Linked DNA regions of Hordeum vulgare: region 2 is linked to region 1. A link is a contact called in public Hi-C data. All regions are on one chromosome and are shown on one strand. The core of a region is the stretch at or near the end of the contact, and the rest is flanking DNA. Distances in the headings are between cores, read along the strand shown. Region 1 holds the start of LOC123425699 (myosin-3-like). Region 2 holds the start of LOC123425700 (chlorophyll a-b binding protein of LHCII type III, chloroplastic).

Evidence for each region. A called contact is a pair of places that touch in the nucleus more often than the background predicts.
Region 2: a contact with region 1 is called in a Hi-C map of leaf, with 4 times the contacts expected there. The contact joins the promoter of LOC123425700 here to the promoter of LOC123425699 in region 1. A contact is called at or near these places in 3 of 6 Hi-C or Micro-C datasets (leaf and seedling).

The regions. Positions count from the first base shown.
Region 1 is chr2H:167,012,889-167,020,253 of MorexV3_pseudomolecules_assembly, forward strand. It overlaps LOC123425699 (myosin-3-like), which reads left to right and starts at 3,412. Exons shown (of 24, transcript XM_045109411.1): 1 at 3,412-4,679; 2 at 5,229-5,330; 3 at 5,400-5,543; 4 at 5,622-5,772; 5 at 5,855-5,882; 6 at 5,988-6,153; 7 at 6,233-6,296; 8 at 6,415-6,428; 9 at 6,516-6,600; 10 at 6,695-6,798; 11 at 6,885-7,023; 12 at 7,232-7,350. The coding sequence starts at 4,128.
Region 2 is chr2H:167,404,316-167,410,815 of MorexV3_pseudomolecules_assembly, forward strand. It overlaps LOC123425700 (chlorophyll a-b binding protein of LHCII type III, chloroplastic), which reads right to left and starts at 4,315. Exons shown (of 2, transcript XM_045109412.1): 1 at 4,114-4,315; 2 at 3,216-4,011. The coding sequence starts at 4,248. The coding sequence ends at 3,340.

The DNA of each region.
Region 1 (7,365 bases), core at 2,162-4,661:
GACGTGTTCGATTAGTGACCGGACGTGTCCCTATTTGTCCGTCCGCGCAGGCACATTCCTTATTTTTTTCTCACATGTCCGGTCACTTGTACGTGATTGGTGGAGAGAAAGAGAGAGAAATACAAAAATAAAGAAAAGAAAAAGGTGGTCCAGAGTGGGGTCGCGTCTTATTTGGCGGACTGACGGGCGCGCCCGCGAGCCCTCATATCCTCACTATATTTGAGATGGATATGACGGTTCGCGGACAACCCAGACGTATAGGGATGATACGAGGGGTCCGGTTGGGTCACAATTTTTCCTTCTTTCTCCTATCCGGTCACTGATCGGGTGCGTCTGCGGGCGTATGAGAAGTCATTTGAGAGATCCGGATGTAGATGCTCTTATGAACTTTTTACAGATACATCATAATCTTCAAGATCATCATGTGCATGCGAAACTACTCAACAATCTTGTGGACCATATGGAGACCTATAATGGATACCGAAGAGCCGATGATTAATTTATGCACTTTAAATAAATTTGATGTAAATGCTATTTATTTTTTGCTACCAAACATCTGTTATTTATACATAATCGATGTGCAAGAAGTTGTATAAATTTTATAGTTCGAATTTAAGATATGTGAACGTTAAAAGCAACATATAAAGGGTCATTTAGATGCATCCGCGGACGCCCACAAATATTTAGTGAGCCGGATTTGTCACATCCGGCTGTATATACTCTCCTTACCTTGGTTGCAAATAGTTGCGCTAGACTCGTGCACCCCCACATTGTCCCGGTTGAAGCATATTTAGCCCTTCTTACTCAAGTGCGATCATCTTTGCTTTCAGTAAAGAAAAAGAATCTTCATGGATCTCGAAGCAAACGAATGAGCTGAGGCGATGATCGACAACAAACCTCAAAGGCTAACCACTTATATTATTATCTATAGACTACACCAGTAAGCGCACCCATCCAGGCTCATGGAAACACGAGAACCCGATAGAAAAATGTATCTACTTATTATAATAACGCACCACCTCCCATTGACCATAGCACAAACTTTTTTCTATGGAACATACAATACTACACAAACACCACAACTAAATGTTTCAACAAAACAGTATTCCATACAATCAAGGCCGGCCAAATGAAAGCTACTTAGAGCATCTACAACGGAACCCTTTATATCCGTGTCATGCGCCCGAACAGGCCGTTCGGTCACTGTCTGGTCACGAAAATTTGATCCAAACGAATTTCCTAAACGGGTCTCGAACGACTAGGCTGACGGACATCTCTCATATCCAGCCTAAACACGGGATGGATATGGGAAGTCCGGGCGCACGCCGGGCACGCCCGTCTGACTACCTGGCCCACCATCGCCCCCACCGTCACGTCGGCCCGGCCCACCACCGACCCCACTAAATACCCGAACCGAGAAAACCCTAGACATCCGGTAGTTCACTCTCCGTCCACTCCACTTCCCCTCCTCACGCTCCGATTCGATGGTCGGCAACGAAAGCAACTCCGACGGGGCGAACGTCGATGTGGAGGAGGTGGCCATCCGCATCGCGTTGCGTCGGTCGCTGCAGGACCAAGGCGGCCCCGGCGACGATGGATCTGCATCCTCCGGGCCCGTCGCACGCCAACGGAGTGTCGACGGCGGTGGATATGCATCCTCCGGGCCCGTCGCACGCCGATGGAGCGCCGGCAACGTCGCATGCTGTTATGGTGAGGCGCGCAGCTCCGGTCGTTCTCACTCCAGGAGGTCTGCTCCAGTTCAGGTACACCACCCACCTCCACCACCTTCTTCTCCGGAAGCGTGTCCGACCATTGCTGGGTCCTCGTGCCCGCGTCAGGAACAATGCACAAAAGGACGTCGGAATCCGAGGCGTGTGCAGGCCGTCACTAGCGGCAACGGGTTAGGGAGAGGGGGGAGGCGCTGGCCGCACGACGTTCGACCTCGAGCGCGTGGATCGACCCCGAGGACGCGCTCCTCACGGGCGTCCTTCGTCGCTCGCTGAAGACGGCAGACGGATGCGAGCCGCCTCCGCCGCAAGAATGCTGAGGCGCTTCGAGTTGCCATCCAGTTACCGGAGCACGAGGCAGCAAAAAGAGGCGGCGACGAAGGCGAAAGCAGCCCGCCATGCGAAGGAGAAGGAGCGCCTGCTCCACAGGCTGTCCGACATGCGGTGCAGCTCCGACGAGGACGACAACGATGTCTCTACAACGCCCAACTTCGATGACGAGGACAATGACGCTCCACCGCACGCCGACACCTACACGGAGGAGGGACACAATGGCATGGGTGACCGAAAGGGAAGGGGACGGCGAGGAAATGGTGATTTCCTCTGCACTTCCCTGTTTATTCATATTTCAATTATGCTTACGTAGTTTGTAGTATGAATTTGTCAATGAACTTCGATGAACTATGATCTTTTTATTCGACGAAGCAATCCGATCCGATGAAAGATGTTGATCTCTGGTTTTACGTAGCGTTGCATGCGTTTGTATGAATATGAGGGTTGGGATATGAGAGATGCGGATGTGGAAGGCAAAAAATAAGGCGCGCCCGGTCAGTGCCCGTGGATGCGTCCGAATACATCCGTGAACGTTTGAGGGACTGTATTTGAGTGGTCCGGCTGTATATGCTCTTATCCATTTAATTTTCCTGCAAACGCAAACAAATAAAAAATAATTAGAGATTTCACTAAAAACTACATACAAATATATGTAGATATATTTTAAAGTATATATTCGTTAATTTTGCTTGAAGTTTTTAAAATAACTTATACTTCCTCCGTTTCGAAATATAAATCTTTTTAGAGATTTCGTTAGGGACCATATACGAAATAAAATGATTGAATCTATATTTTAAAATATGTCAATATACATATGTACATAGTTTTTAGTAAAATTCTCTAAAAAGACTTATATTTAAGAATGAAAGGAGAATTTAAAAATGAAGGAAGTAGAAGTATAAACGAACAAGGCCGGCCAAATGGAAGCTACTTTATCCATTTATAATTTTCCTGCATTTTAATGGACGAACAAATCGGAAATAATTAAATAAAGGGGGCCTTCTCATGTTACAGTATTTTAATTTAATGAACACACAGGAAGTCGTCAAGCAGAAATGGAAACAAGCAGTCAGACCTGTGTTGGTGGTGCGAGACCACTAATCCGCAGGGGCAGTTGGGTAACTTGGCCCCGCGGACTGAAGTCGTGGAGCGGAGGGCGCAGCCGCCCGCATCCAACGGTCCAAATGCACAGACAGCTCACGCGCACCCCCGCCCCTCCGTCCCCGCAGTATCCACGAGAGTGCCACCGTCCGGCCACCGCAGTCCGGCGCCGCCCGCAGGGGCACATCAGTAATTCGAGTTTCTCTGCTCTAAATGTTTCTGCCAGCGGCCTAAGTAACGGATCAAGAGGAGAGGGGAAAAAGACAGAGAGGGGGTGGTGGAGGGGAGGACGGAGGTTTGAAATTGTGAGGGAGAAGGGAAGCAAAAGCCCCGAGGGGAGCGGGGAGAGAGAGAGAGAGAGCGTGCGTAGTAATTGCGTTTTTTGTTGGGGTTTTCCTCCTGATTCCGGAGCGGGGGGAGGAATCGTCCTGTCTCCTCCGGTGCCGCTCGCTTTTGATGCGTTTCTTGGGCGATTTCTGCTGCCGCTGCCGCTTCTAGTGCCTTGATTCGGAGCAGGCCTTGCTTTGGTTTCGGGGTTCTTTCGCCTTTCCTTTCGCCAGAGGTCGCCGGCTTTTTGCCGCTGCCCAGGCTTCTTGGCCGCGTCGTCCCCTCCCTTCCCTTCCCTTGAAAAATCGCGCGGAGTTTGGTTTTTTCCTTCACATCCCCTTCCCTCGGTGCGGCACCGCCAAAATCTGGCCTTTGGCGCCTGAGATTGGTGCTATTTTCGGGGCCGGGAGCGAGAGATTTTTGGGGTCTGGTTGTGGAATTTGGGGTTTGGGTGGGTGTCGCTTTCGGGCCCTTGCCGGGCCAGGGGGTTCATGCGCCTGGAGTTGGCGCTGATTTGATGAGAAATGGAGAAATTCCTGGCCTCCACGGCGTTCTGCTCTAAGATTTGGCGTATTGCCCTGTGAGCCCTTGCGTGCGCTCCCTGCTTTGGTCCGGTGGCCTGTTGATTTCTCGGCGGTGATGCTCTCTGCAGCCGCCGTCATGGCGCCAGTCCCAGCTGCTCCCAAGAGCTCCCTCGAGGTCTTGCTCGAGAGCATAAAGAAGCGCGACGAGCGGCCCAAGGATGAGCCGCCGGCATTGCCGGCTCGCCCCACGTGCCGTGGCCGGCTGCCCAGGGCAAGACGCTCGCCGACGCCTCCTAGGGTTCAGCTTGAGGATGGAGTGGCAGAGGGCGCTGTGGCGGATACTGACAAGAAGCCGGAAGCTGTGAGTAAGAATACTACGCCAGAGATCGAGATGGAGAAAGAGAATACTACGCCAGAGGTCAAGAAGGAGATTGGTGGGCAGGAGGCCAAGGATGGGAAGGCTGTAAATGGTCGCATCTTTGGGGCCAAGAGGAAGCTATGCAGTGTGGAACCACTGGACGAGTCTCCATATGTTGAGAACCTCCAAGAGGAGAGGAAGGATGCAGTGGCCTGCAAGGAGCCCCCCTCTCCTTATTTTTCCTCGGCAAGAGCAAAGAGAAATGGGAAGCCAGTGTTTACTGATTCCATGGACTATGTCCTCCAGAAGGTAAGAATCTCTCATTCATTTTGAAATTCATGAGGTTTATCCTATTATCATGTGGAAAAAGTAACAGATAATATGTTGCAACAAGTTCAATTCGTTTCTATAGCATAGAGTTAGGCTAAACTCACTTAGTGTTAAATACCAAGAAATGTTAATAAAATAATTACTCACATATGTGTATTTTTATGATGAATTTATACACATATTTGCTTACAACTCCCTTCTGTATCTGCAGAAGAATTTAATGTGAAAATTTATTGTTTTCAATAAGCGTACATGACTTATTACCTTGCAGCATTTAGAAGTAGATGAAACTAGTGTATTTTAATGCTCGTTCATGTTCTAGAAAGCAGATTTCATACTTGCTTTGGCCTGTGTGTCAAGTAATTTGGCATGTTACTGTGATCCTCGCAATATGGATATGTTGGATAAACAGAACAATTTTGCATGTGCTTGGAATTAGTTCTGATATTAATCCTTCCCCTTGATGATTTGAGTTTGATGTTATGGTAGAAAAATGAGGCAAAGTAATAATATTTTAATTATTTTCAGAAGCTACGGGTTTGGTGTTCTGCTGCGGATGAAAAATGGGAACTTGGACAGATTCAATCAATTTCTGGAGATGACGTCGAAATACACCTTGTTAATGGAGTAGTGAGTCTCATGTTGCTGTAATGGTATAGCTATTTGAGTAAACTTGTTACTTATATTTTGTTTGCGCAGGTTTTGACGCTGCCACCAGAAAGACTTTTGCCTGCCAACCCTGATATTCTAGATGGAGTGGACGATCTGATCCAGCTGAGCTACTTAAATGAACCTTCCGTCCTTTACAATCTGCAATACCGATACTCTCGTGATCTTATCTACGTACGCACTATCCACCAAGCTCTAGATTGTTCATGGTCCAGTCAATATCTCTTAATTTCTGTTCTCTTATCCTTGCAGACAAAAGCAGGACCTGTTCTGATTGCTATCAACCCACTGAAAGAGGTTCCACTCTATGGGAAAGACTTCATCAGAAAATACAGACAGAAGCTCACAAATGATCCACATGTGTATGCAATTGCTGATATAGCTTTTAATGAAATGCTAAGAGGTAGGTGTTTAGAAGGAGTAGGCAGTTTTATAGGATTGTTTTGCAAGTTTTATCTTCTAATGCAACTTATGATACCTTGCAGATGGCATAAACCAATCTATAATAATAAGGTCAGAATGATCTACTTTGCCCTTTATAATAGTAATCACAGTATCTTAAAAGCTCTGGGTTGCCCAATCTTTAACACGGTCTCTATGATGTTTGTCTTATTTCAGTGGTGAAAGTGGAGCAGGAAAAACTGAAACAGCTAAAATTGCGATGCAGTATTTGGCTGCTCTAGGGGGAGCTAACGGAATGGAGTCTGAAGTTCTACAGACCAATGTTATTCTGGAAGCATTAGGGAATGCAAAAACATCAAGAAATGATAACTCAAGCCGATTTGTGAGTTTATCTTTAGTGACATGTTTTCAATTCATCATTCTTAAGCAATTCTTATGACACCTCGATGATATTGATATAGGGTAAACTTACTGAAATGCACTTCTCTGAAACCGGGAAGATTTGTGGCGCTAAAATACAAACATGTAAGCTTTCTGCACCATATATTGTTGGCATAGCTAGTGGTAATATTGTCGAACTTCCTGATAACTTGTTTCTCTGGGTATGTATGACGCGTTCCACTAACTGAATCTCATGGAACAGTCCTGCTTGAGAAGGTATTATAGCTTTAGATTCTATCCAAAACTCCATATTTTAGTATTTGTGAAAGCTTTAATATCTTATATCTTGCTTTGCTTGTGCAGTCGAGGGTGGTTCGGAGGGCACCAGGAGAGAGATCATATCATATTTTCTATCAGCTGTGCTCTGGAGCTTCTCCTCTTCACAGAAGTAACCACACATCCCTATCAAGGAATTAATATATCTTACATTTCATTGCATCGCCTCTCATTTTCTCATCTGTCATATGCATGTGCTGTTGCAGAAAAATTGTTACTGAGAGACGCCAATTACTATAATTACTTGAAGCAGAGTGTTTGCTTGAGAATTGATGGTGTTGATGATGCTAAAAGATTTTCATCGTTACTGGTAATGTTTCTACAAATCAACCACGTTTCCGACGAAACTTTGGCTATTATTGTTACTTGCCGCTCATCCATTTTTTTCATTTGCAGGGTGCATTGGATATTGTTCAGATATCTGGGGAAAACCAAATGGAATTATTTTCTATGCTTGCAGTTGTATTGTGGCTGGGAAACATTTCATTCTCTGTGATAGACAATGAAAACCATGTGGAAGTTGATTCAAATGAAGGTACCAATTACCCGTTGGCGAATGTACTCCTCTCTGTACAAAAATACCTATTCCCTTCCATATTTTTCTGTTTTGATGTACCCTGTAGAAATGTCCCAAAATGTAAACTGTGTTCCACATTTGTACCAAAAAGTTGATATTGGCGTCATTTCATTTTCATGGAGTTCGCTGAGTGACTATTGTTTCCCATTGCTTAATGTCTTCACAGGGTTGGCTAATGCAGCAAAGCTGTTAGGCTGCAGTGTTCCTCAATTGGTGATTGCTCTCTCAACTCGTAAAATCCAAGCTGGAAAGGAAAATATTGTTCAAAGGCTGACGTTAACCCAGGTTTGAAATTACCTG
Region 2 (6,500 bases), core at 3,065-5,564, 390 kb after region 1:
AAACTCTCACCTTACAATTCTAAATGAGCCAATTCATTCTTCCTTGAACAAATTAAGAAGATATATGTGGATTACTTAACCATTATGTGGGATTATTAACATACTTCATGGTACTCATAGAAACATTTATAAAATGATTTCAAGTGTGTCTCTTGTCGCACACAACCATGAATGATCTTACTAAATCAATTGCTCAACTTCTCAAAGTAAGAGCAAATTATCCTAAACAAGGGATAAATCCATTCGAATGGACAACTTTGTTGAACTCATTTCTCAAGAAATATATGATTATATATAATACTTTATGTACATATCCAAAATAGTTTAGTTCAATATCTTATCAAAGATAGTGAAATTAATAATATGACCAAACTTATAGAATCGTAATTTACTAGCCTCATGTTAGACAAATACGGCATTACACACCATAAGTATGATATAAATCATACCAACTGCATAGCATACTACTTTCCCCCTGTAGTAATTATGTGGAAATCAACAAAGTATTTCCTATCTGCAATAATTCGATTACACACCGATATGACGACTCCGGCATACATAAATGGGCTCTTACAGAAAATTAGGGATCTATGTGAGGAATGACAATTTATCTGTCAATCGAAATTATCCATAGCCCATATGCTCATTGCATCAACAGTAAGGACATTTCTGGCATTAGGGGGAGATAAGTACCACAAAGAATGCCAAGAAATAAATTAGAAATGTTATTCACATTCAGTCCATATATCCACGTACTCAAAGAATCTGAACTAGAAGTTTAGAATCACATATTTGCAACACATTGCAAATCCGCCACATACATTTACTAATGACAAAGGTGTCACTCAATTTTATATTTCTGTAGTAAAGTGTCAGAAAGAGTGGAGGTACCTCATAAACCACTCTTCTCCCGAAATGAGAGCAAGAGGGGGAGAAATCTGACCACACGAGATATATTCTCACATATGCTTCCACGGAAATAGAGGTAATCAAATCCTCAACTAGTAAATGTAATTCAACATCAAGTTGAAAGACACCTCACTGGATGCTCATCATCCAAAGCCCGACATAAATGTGCACAAATATTTTGGTGTCGGGACATCGAAACACCTTGACTCCATTGTTGTAGGAAATCACAAGGAGTTAAAAGGAATAAATACATTTCCACAAATTTCATCGATTCCTCCAGAATCATATAACATAAGTCTATATTTCTTCTCTAAATTGCTAAAACCTTTTGGGCCCCGAACCAAAATCCATGGTAGAGTGCCTCTTGTACTCATATTGGTTCACATAAAAGGAATCAAGTAATGAAGAATAGCACTCGCTCATCAAAGAGTGGTATTTACCACAGTAATACCTACTCCTCATAAGTATCTTCCATATGGAATACTAAAAACTTCTCATTCATAGACAAAGTCAATGAGGTGGTGAACAAGCGAAGCTTGTAGCAAAAGGGTTCACAGAGAGACCCGACATCGATTACGATGTAACATACCTTCTTGGTAGGAGTGGAACTATGTTTCGATAATAAATACCATTGGCAGTACAAATAATATTATCCATGCAGTGATGGATGAAGTGGCTACACAGTCATATGAGTCACTCATTTCGGAAATCTATATTAAAGTCCGTGAAAGGCATACATTTCTGAATCCAAAAACAAATCGCAACATGTATTGTGTAAAACTTCAAAAGTCACTCTATGACTAGAAATAGTTGTGAATCATATGGTACTACCGAAACAAAAGGTATATGGTCGATATAAGTACTATCATCTTATATCTGAAGATTATAGTAAATCTTGAATATTTCCATCAGGAAATAGAAGATATGACCATGATATGATGTAATGATATTGGCTCTTTATTTGATCCCAATAACGCCATATCAATGACTGAATTTGCTGGAATAGCCTTCACATGGAAGTCATATAAATGGATTTTAATGGTTATTTCCAGTTATCGTTCTAACATAATTGTTTTACCTAAAGGCATTGCAAAATATGCATAACTTAGTAGAATGGTTAACCACACTTAAAATCATGTGGTTGAGATTCATCAAAATCACATAACTTGATTTATCAAGATACTTACACTTGTGTTACTCAATACCTATAGGTTATATGAAGAGCAATATCATAAATCACATTGCTCGGAAATTACTTAACCTCGCGGATTATAGAAAAGTAAGGAAATAATTTGCAAACAAAATATTGTTATAATCCAACAAATTATACACAGTCTCATGTTCATGTCAATGGAATTGGTATGAGACGTCCTTCACATTTGCAAACTTCAGGGAGAGTAAACTCCCAAACTATAACCTATTAACAATCATCAGATTGCATATATTGTACTCTTTTTCCCTTGATGAGTTTTTCCCTAATGGTTTCTCATAAAGGTTTTTAACGAGACAATATAAACACAAGTATCTATATATGCCATATCATTTTCTTCTTATATTTTTGCCACTGGATTTTAAAGGAGTTTTCAATGACATGTACGGTTGCACTCTTTTTCCTTATGAGTTTTTTTCAAAGTTTCTCATAACGGTTTTTAATGAGGCAATATCTTCTCAAAGATCATATGTCATACTTTCTATTTTCCCTATCAGGGTTTTTAAAGAAAGTAGTCAAGACATATTAATTGTTCTCTAAACTTATCGATGAGTTTTCTCCTTCTTTAAAGGTTTTTCTCATATGAGTTATCAAGAGACAATAATCATCGTATGTTGCATCATTTTCTTCTTATTTTTCCCACTGGGTTTAAAGGAGTTTTAGCAACATATCTACATAATTCTCCTCATATTTTTCCCGCAGGGTTTTTGTGGGAGTCTCTCAAGATTATCTTGAAGATTTCTTAAGATGGAAGATCTATATGCAAGAAGCTTTCAACGATGAAACATTCAAGGAGCGGTGTTGTACAAGGGGGAGTGTTAAAAACTAATTAGTAGATTAATTAATTAGCAAATGGATGTGTCCAACCCGAATAGTCGTGTCTCTTCTCTCTCTATTGCCAACAGGTACCTGTTCTGGAGGGATGCCTCCGAAGAGACACCTCTTCTTCACACCTCTTCCAGATATATATACTTGATAATCAATAGAAATCAGGATTAATGGTCCATTCACTTTCATTCAATCTTGTTTTACTTTGACAGTAACCATCAAGAATGAGCTAAGCACATTGCAACATATAAGCAACACACATCAGAAATTAAACCAAAAAATCCTCCAAATTTTCGAATTTCAGGGATCACATCGACCATTCGTTGCTATTGCACACACATGGGAATAATTTACATTTTACAATGGCAGGCCACCGTGGCGCGTCGGGCAGCCTAAGATCCAGGCGCAAATTTGGTGGCGAAAACCCATGCATTATTGGCGACAGGGTCGTCGAGGTGGTCGAACAGGTTCTCCAATGGGCCCTTGCCGGTGACGATAGCTTGCACGAAGAACCCGAACATAGAGAACATGGCAAGACGGCCATTCTTGATCTCCTTCACCTTAAGCTCCGCGAAGGTAACAGGGTCGTCGGCAAGGCCGAGCGGGTCGAAGTACTGGCCGCCGGGGTAGAGGTCGTTGCCCTCGCCGACACCATCGAGACCGTTGATGCGGAACCCTTCAACAAGACCCATGAGAAGGACCTGGAAGCCAAGCACGGCAAGGATGCTCTGCGCGTGGACAAGGTTGGGGTTCCCAAGGTAATCGAGACCACCCTCAGAGAAGATCTGCGAGCCGGCCTTGAACCAGACGGGCTCCTTGAACTCGACGCCCACCCACTTCTGGAGCACCTCGGGGAAGACGCACCCAAGAGCGCCGAGCATCGCCCACCGGCCGTGGATCACCTCTAGCGCCCTGTTCCTAGCGAACGCCTCCGGGTCGGCAGAAAGCCCGGCGGTGTCCCAGCCGTAGTCGCCGGGGAACTCGCCGTTAAGGTACGACGGCGTCTGCGCGGAGAAGGGGCCCAGGTACTTGACGCGGTCCGGGCCGTACCACAAGTCGTTGCCCTGCGAGCGCGCGCGCACACCAGACAATCGTTAGCTCTTAGCACGCACAGATGCTAGTAGAATTGCAGACAAGTTCCGTGGTGGTCAGTTCATGGCACGTACCATGGTGATTCTGCCGTTGGTCGCGGCGGCGATGTCGCGCAGGGGGCTGGCGCTGGCGGCGCGGCCCTGGCCGCTGAGGAACGGCGTCTTGGCGACAACGGCGCGGGAGGCGGCGGCCATGATCGTGGATGCCATGTCTGCTGCTCCGGGGTCCGTACGGTGGCCTAGCCGGCTGTTGCTGCTGGGTGCTTCTCAGTGAGTGGTGGGAATTCGAGAGGGGAGACGTGTAAGTATTTGTAGCACAAGTTTTTGTGAAGACGTGGGTGATGGAGGATTTCTGGATTTGGTTTGGGCCAATCAGGGAGCAGCATTGGATCGGTGGAGGCGTGGTGTTGCCACCTCGGATCGTCGGATGGGTTCCTATCCCGTGAGTTATCCATCTCTGCCGCCACGGCGTTTTCTCGGAGAGTCTACAGGGCAGAGCGTGAAAAGGACGTGGCTTCCCTGAAGCTTGGCTTAGCTCTGCTTTTTCTTCTCTTCTACGGAGTAGTAAGTATGTTTCTATTTTTCTGCTTTTGTTTATATTTACTTTCTTCTATTTTCTTTTCCATTTTTTTCGTGTAATATACAAAGTTCGTTATGTGTTTGTACACAAAAATGTTCATTGTGTATTCAAGGAAATGTACACCATTTATTAAGAAAATATTCAACAGATTTTGAAAAAAATGTTCATTGTGTATTTCAAAATTGTTCAACATATATCGTAAAGAATGTGTATTTAAATATTTTCCAGCATAGATCATAAAAATGTTCATTGTGTACTTTAAAATTATTCAGCGTATATCACAAAAATGTTCAATTTGTATTGAGTATATAAAAAAAATGTTCAATGTGTATTTAAATATTGTTCAGCATATATCATAAACATGTTTAGTGTGTATATCAATAAATATTTAGTGTATATACAAAAATTGTTCAATATATATTTAAAAATTGTTTATGTTTAAAATATCAAAATTTGTTCACTAATCGAAACATTATTTGTATTTTAGGAAAAAAATATTCACAATTTTTCAAGCAAATGCTTGAAAATTTCCAAACAATAAATCTGTTGCTCCATTTAGTACTTAAACTTTCACTCTCCCTAAAAGTCTCTTACACTCAGCAACTCAAGTGTCAAGGAACACCAGGTCATTAGTGTGTCGTTGTGAGCTCGATTCCTGGTAGGCCTTTTGGTTTGTGTGTGTGGGGGGGGGGGGGGGGGGGAGGGGGGGGGGGCTTTTGCTCTCTTTATAGCGCCATTGAATGGGTCGGCCCTTAGGAACGTCGCTGCATGAAAGCTCATGGACATTATATGTTATCTATAGATCTCTCAGAGTGAACATGATGGGTTTCGGGCAGCAGCGCACAGTGGACTGGACCACCAAACAGGCTAGGTGACATTTTTGCCTTGAATTTGCGTTTTCTTCCATGCTACGCAAAATTGTGTCTATCATAGCTGTGACATCTCCGGATTATGCTACAGTAATCCCACGTAATTAAGCTACTATAACAAGGGGATTAAGCTAATAATTTTGCTAATCCAAGAATGATCATTGTTTGAATCAAACTCCAATTCAGTTTCCTTACAATTCAAGTTATTTCAAATGGATTTAAAAGATTTGCAAACTTCAAATTAAAATCTTGAACGAGTTGCAAATATTTCCTAAGCTATTAAGATATTGCAACCAATATTTTTTAAATAATTTTGATGCCACAAAACAACTAAAACATGGGAAAAACATTAATTAAAATGCCTTTTCTAAATTATAAAACACAAAATATTTTAAATAGATCCCCAAAACTTTTGTGGGTAGTGCTAAATAATGCAAAGTAATTATGTGGTTCGGTCCCATATTTATTATCAAAGTATTTTAGGTGCTAGAATTTAATAAAAAAAGTAAAGAGAAATTTAAAGAAAGAAAAGAAAAGAAAAGAAAAGAAAAAGCAAAAACGAAAGACATAAAAAATGAAATAAAGCCCCCCTCTCCTGGGCCAAGGCCCAATATGGCCTCCCCAACCGGCCGGCCCACCCCACTTGGGGGTATATAACCCCAGCCAAACCCTAACCCAACCCCACTCCCCTCACTCCCTCGAGAGTCCCTCCTCTCTAGTGGCTCTCCCTCACCCGACCAGGATCCGACGGCCCCGACGCGCCGCCGGCCATCCGGCGAGCCACCACCGTCGGAGCACCACCGCAGGCACCCCCCACTGTCGTCGGTCGCCTCTACCTCACGGGCTCCATCGAGCCTCGCCTCTGGAACCCCTGCATCTGCTATGAGCCTCTCCCCTTCCCCTCTTCCCTCCTACGCCACACTCCGGTGAGCCGTCGGTGGCCCACCTTACCGGCTCCTCGCACCCCCGACGCTTTGCACCCCGCTGGTCGTCCATCACCTCGTCGTCGTCGC